2 separate regions of the Mus musculus genome follow, and region 1 is linked to region 2. A link is a contact called in public HiChIP or PLAC-seq data. All regions are on one chromosome and are shown on one strand. Each heading gives the region's core, a stretch centred on a gene start, on an enhancer-like site or on the middle of the called end of the contact. The rest is flanking DNA. Distances are from core to core; before and after follow the strand shown. Region 1 has its middle 24 kb from the start of Klrb1. Region 2 holds the start of Clec2h (C-type lectin domain family 2, member h).

What was found. HiChIP or PLAC-seq counts read pairs in DNA pulled down with a chosen protein or histone mark.
Region 1: an H3K27ac HiChIP or PLAC-seq map of epiblast stem cells shows a contact between it and region 2. The contact joins the enhancer-like site here to the promoter of Clec2h in region 2. A contact is called at or near these places in 1 of 39 promoter capture datasets (the C10 cell line), 1 of 15 datasets of contacts at CTCF or cohesin (pro-B cells), 2 of 484 Hi-C or Micro-C datasets (both in cortical neurons), 2 of 115 datasets of contacts at active chromatin or transcription factors (embryonic stem cells and epiblast stem cells) and 3 of 9 other capture datasets (adipose tissue, embryonic stem cells and liver).

What each region holds. Positions count from the first base shown.
Region 1 is chr6:128,746,068-128,748,853 of GRCm38.p6, reverse strand. No RefSeq gene overlaps it. Among named protein-coding and RNA genes, the nearest start is that of Klrb1, 24 kb to the right of the region's middle. Within about 2 kb of position 1,318, at least 7 of the 459 cell types and tissues checked have an H3K27ac peak or open chromatin away from gene starts, as enhancers often do. A contact at or near this core is called in embryonic stem cells and epiblast stem cells, where this site is marked.
Region 2 is chr6:128,661,074-128,663,901 of GRCm38.p6, reverse strand. Clec2h (C-type lectin domain family 2, member h) reads right to left here and starts at 1,517. Exons shown (of 5, transcript NM_053165.5): 1 at 1,370-1,517. The coding sequence starts at 1,460.

The DNA of each region.
Region 1 (2,786 bases), core at 69-2,568, 85 kb before region 2:
AAAGAAAGAAAGAAAGAAAGAAAGAAAGAAAGGAAGAGAGAGAGAAAGAGTAAGGAAGGAAGGAAGGAAGAAAGAAAGAAAGAGAGAGAGAGAGAGAGAGAGAAAGGAAGAAAGAAAGAAAGAAAGAAAGAAAGAAAGAAAGAAATGTTCAAAGTTTTTAGTCATCAGAGAATTGCAAATCAAAACAACCCTGAGAGTCCACTTACACCAATCAGAATGGCTAAGATCAAAAACTAATGTGACAGCACATGCCGGTGAGAATGTAGAGCACTCTTCCATTGCTGGTGAGAGTGCAAACTGGTATAGCCACTCTGGAAACCAATCTGGCAGTTTTTCAGAAAATTGGAAATAGATTCACCTGAAGACCCAGCTGGGCACGTACCCAAAAGATGCTCCACCATGGCGCCAGGGCACATGCTTCACTATGTTCATAGCAGCTTTATTTGTAATAATCAGAAACTGTAAGCAACATAGATGTCCCTCAAACAAAGAATGGATACAAAAAATGTGGTTCATTTACACAATGGAATAATATTCAGCTGTTAAAAACAAGAACATTATGAATGATGCAGGCAAATGGATGGAACAAGAAAATATTATCCTATGTGAAGGAACCCAGATCTAAAAGGGTATGCATGGTATGTGTTCAATGATAAGTGGATATTAGCCACAAAGTACAGACTACCCATGAGGCACCCCACAGACCCAAAGAAGTTAAATAAGAAGGAAGGTCCAAGTGAGGATGCTTGAATCCCACTTAGAAGGGGGAACAAAATAGTCATGGGAGGGAGAGGAAGGGAAAGAGAGGGGAGTGGGTATGGGGCAGTATTTGTGATATTAATTAATTAATTAATTAATAATTTAAAAAGGATTTAACTCAAAATAACTTTAAAAAGTCATGATACTGAGCAGATTTAGTAGTCCCCTTCCTCCACAATAATGCATATGGAGTAAGGACCACTGAGAGTCACTCTCAGACAAGCTAAAATGCCTGGAAGAAGCAGAAACCAGCAGTACTGCCTAGAAGATCACAGACCAACTGAGACCCCAAGAAAGGACACAGTGATGATTTTAATGAGAATGGCTCTCGTTGACTGCCGCAGACCCTCTGGGTCCCTTTGTCTGTGTGGACAGTTCTCTGGGTGCAGATGGTCAAGGAGTCGGTGGGTGACAGACAGACCAACATGCGAGATTGTGTAGAATCTGAATGTATTTTGTCAGGTTGAGCACCAAACTTTTTATATCAAAGAATAATAAGAAATAAGGCAGATACAATCCACCAAGTTACAGTGATGCAATACAAAAGGAACGTATACATCACAAGAAGGAGGGGACCAGGCCACTGCCACTATGAAGGGATCCAGGTGTAAAGCTAGTCTATTGTTAAGCCCACCACCAGGGGTTCTGCACTAGCAGACCTTTTCATGAATACTGCAATACCCCAAACCCCCTATCCTGGGTCTACAGAAGAATTCACCAACTTGCTTCTAATATGAAGCTTGCTATACCTGGCTGTAGAGAAGATCTCTGTCTCAGTGGGATTCCCTAGCTATATTATGGTATTCCCTTGTTTGGGTGAGATTTGCTACTGTCCTTAGTAAATACTTTGCAGACCAGCTCTGAGCTGTTGGCCCCGTCTTTTGTAATGCTTAATTAGTTACTGAATAGGTAACTTCCTTACTGCATTCCTGCCGGATTCCAAGCTCTTCCGGTTTCTGGGACCTTGGAACACTGGTGGGAGCTTACGTATGTCAGAATTCAATCTTAAAAGACACTTATAATAAGATAATGCTAAAAGAGATCACGTGGATCCATAAACCAGACTAACTCGGGGATAGGGTATGAATATACGGGTTAATGAGATCGCCAAAGCTCCAGGAGGTGAGTTTCCGTGAAACTCTTTGCCTCGTGAGTGCTTCCAGGCTTCTCAGCCTGCCAAGCAGACTTCCCTGGAGTGTCTGTGACATTTCCCAGTGTGTGTGGCAGTTGACTCATATATTTCAATGCTTAGTCCACTATGGGTGAAGTTGTTTGCGGAGAATTAATAGGTGTGGCCTGGTTGGAGGAGTTGTGTCACTGGAGTTGGGTTTCCAAAAGCCCACACAATCCCTAGTCAGCTCTGTTTTTGCCTCATGGTTGTCTTAACTCTTAAGCTCTCAGCTACTGCTCCAACATCATACTTCCCTGCCTGCTGCCACGCTCCTCACCATGATGGTCATTGATGGACTCAATCATCTGAATTTTAAAGCAAGCTTGCAATAAACTCTTCTATAAGTTGCCTTGGTCATGGTGTCTCTTCACAGCAAAAGAAAAGTAACTAAGATAGGCACTCTTTTACCCAGGGTTACTCAACATACCTGTTTCAGTATGTTCCAAAGTTCTAGCTTTTGTGAATTGCCACTCATGTTGGAATGAACTTTGATGATTCCATCCTCATGTCATTTCTGGTCTTGTATGAAACCCCTCAACCCTCACCCAAATTCCTAACCACCTGTATCTATATCATACCATCAACAATCATGTTACTGATGGCCCTGAGCAGGTTGTATTCCCCTTCAAAAGTGTTTCCTGTGTAACACTCAAAATAAGAGCTTATTCCAGGTTAAAAAAAAATGACACATAAAATATTGACTTTATAACTGGTTTCTTTCATAAATAACTTAAATAAGTGATACATTTAGAATGACTAAAGTATACTAAATGCATTTTGTGTGCATAGTCCATTTTGTATTTTGCTGAAACTACCTAAAGTTAACAATGTTATCCTTAAAACTGAGCATGTCAGA
Region 2 (2,828 bases), core at 268-2,767:
TTAAGACCATGATACACAAAAACAAAAATCAGTCAGCACAAATGCTTTTCTGCAGTGACCCAGAACAAGGCAAGGATGTCTGCTCACACCATTCTAGTTTGACTCTGGGGGTCCTGTCCAGGACAGAAGGGCAAGAATAAGAAATCACAGTCAATCATCATGAAAAGAGATAAAAGTTTTAATAGTAAGACTACATGGATATATCTACTTATATATTTCTAAAGAATCTATTACAGGGGCTCTAAAAGTCATAAATGAGTTTATAATGTTGCAGGAAATATATAAGAATGCACAAAATAGTTTTAATTTTATATACTAACTCCTCCTCTTCTTGTTTCTCCTTCTTTTATTTAAACCTCAAGTGTTTATTATGAAAAATTTGAAGCATATACAAAAAACAGTATGATAAATTCTCAACTCAGGATAAGTTCTCTCACAGAACTATGGGGTGTGTATGTATATCTATTCAGAAAATAAAATGTTCCAATTATGGAACAATTTTTGTTCAGTTGAAAAGCATCTACAGTTTTTTGATCTTGCTTTCTTGGTGAGTATGAACACTGTTTTCCAGGAAAACCAATATTTTTTTTCAGTAAAACAAACAAGCAAACAAAAATTAAAGTAATGAAAGAGGGTAGAAAGAAATAAAAAAATAAAAGAATGAAACAGTTTCCATGTAGAAAAGGGTTTTCTTTCTGAATACTGAAACAGAAATTCCAAAGGATTGTTCATTTTCTGTAATTTAGCACAAACCATACATGCCAGAAGATTTGCTGGTGGGGGGGGGGGGGTGGATTCAGCTTCACCCTGTACCTCACCTTTCCTCTTCCTTTTGAAGCACCTATGCAAAGCCCCAGTACCACAGGGAACTTCACAGCTGTGTTCATTGAAAACTGTGCTGTTAGAGCTTCCTTCACTCTGGGTTATAAGGAGCATGCTCTACAGCAACATCCTCTAATTCACCAGAGTGTCCTAGCAAGCTATATACACACACACACACACACACACACACACACACACACACACACACACACACCAAAAACACGCTAAAGAAACAAATGAAAACGAATATACAACAAAACCCTAACCTCAAAAGCAACCAAACAACCAAAAATCAAAACCAAAGCAAACAAATCCTATGGCTTAGGCTCTTGTGGTTAATCCATTATTCATTTCTCTTGCTCAGAAATACTTGAGTATTAAATACTCTGATAGAGTAACTTATATAACAGATGCCTCCAAACATCACCACTTCTACAGAGATTCACCATGGCAGGCTAACAGGCAGGACACTCAGCTCCTCTGAGGGTCTCTGTTGAAACTTCCCTCTATCCCTTTAGCTTAATTTAAAGTGCATTAAAATGCATACCCATTTCTCCCTCCTGCAGGCAGTCTGCAGCAGTGAGGTCTGCCCTCTGCAGCATGCCCATGGAACTCGTTTCAACCTTTGCAGCATTCATCTGTGAGCTGAGAGGAAGAACTATGACTCAACTGAATTCAGGAGGTGATTTGAAAGGAAACTGTCAAGGAGAAGGAGCCTTATATACTGTATGTGCTTCCTAACAAGGACTTTACAAGCCCAGCCCAGACTGGTGATTCATTAATCACTTCTCAGTACTGAGCACATCATGTGTCAGCACATAGTTTTCTGTTTGTTGGAGAAACAGAATCACAAGGTAGGGGATATTGACATGAAATTAAGTGGACTTTAAACACAATAAATGAAACTGATAAATGCCTGAGAATTAGAAAATATCCCTTACTTATCACCGGTTCTTTGAGAAAAATAATGCTTTGATGAAAGATGCTGTTATTAATTGGAGGAACTATTTATTTTGAAATGGGGTCTCACTTGTACTTCTGGCTAGCTCCAGTCTCACTTTGTAGATCAGGACGGACTCAAATTCTTGGAAAACAGCTTGCCTCTGCTCATAAGTGTTAGCCTTAAAAATGCAAGTCACCACACTCAGCCCATATATTTTAATTTTGGAACATTTTTACACACAGAATCTCTAGATTTGGCCATTCTTCTGATCATGAATAATTATGATGTAGATTAGAAAATGAGGGCACTGCTGAAATGCAGATGAAGGCGAATACACAATTACAGAGCCATGACCTGTCCAGGAACCTGTCCCAGGAGCAGCAGCTCCATCCTAGTGGGTACAACACAAAATGTGCAGACACAGGAACATTTGAGAGAGATATTTACAGTAAGTAAATTCGAAACATACAGCAGCTATGTCAGCAATGCAATAGATTTTTATCAAAGAACTAAGTACAACAGATAAGAGAGGAAGGAGCATTCACTACATGTTCTTAAAGTAAAATATATCCATGTAGTAAAGAAATTTATTGTATAATAGTTCCCTAGTATAATGAGCAACAGTAATTGAGAGCAAAGTCCAGTATATCCACCATATGTATCATGTAGGACTTTAGCCATTTGACTCTGTACCCAGTTCCACAACACCGAAAGCTCAACTCCCAGATGTTCTAACACACACAAGATCAGAGGTGAGGAGGCCACAACATCTGCTCCAAAAGCCAGAGTAACTGGGTCCAACAAGATCCAGGGACACAGGGACTCCTGCCCAGCCAGTGGCACAGATTCCTTCCAGTCTGAACCTGCATCTGGAGCAGACCTAGGTTGTTGGCTCTGCACCTATTGTTCAAATACCCAGAGGGGGTCCCATTCCCAGGTACACTGAAATGCCCAGGATCACAGGATCACAGGGGAAGCTCAATTCCCAGATCAGACACACTCAGGAGCACTGGAGCTCTGACATACTCAAGATCACAGCCAGGGCCACAATATCTTTCCCAAC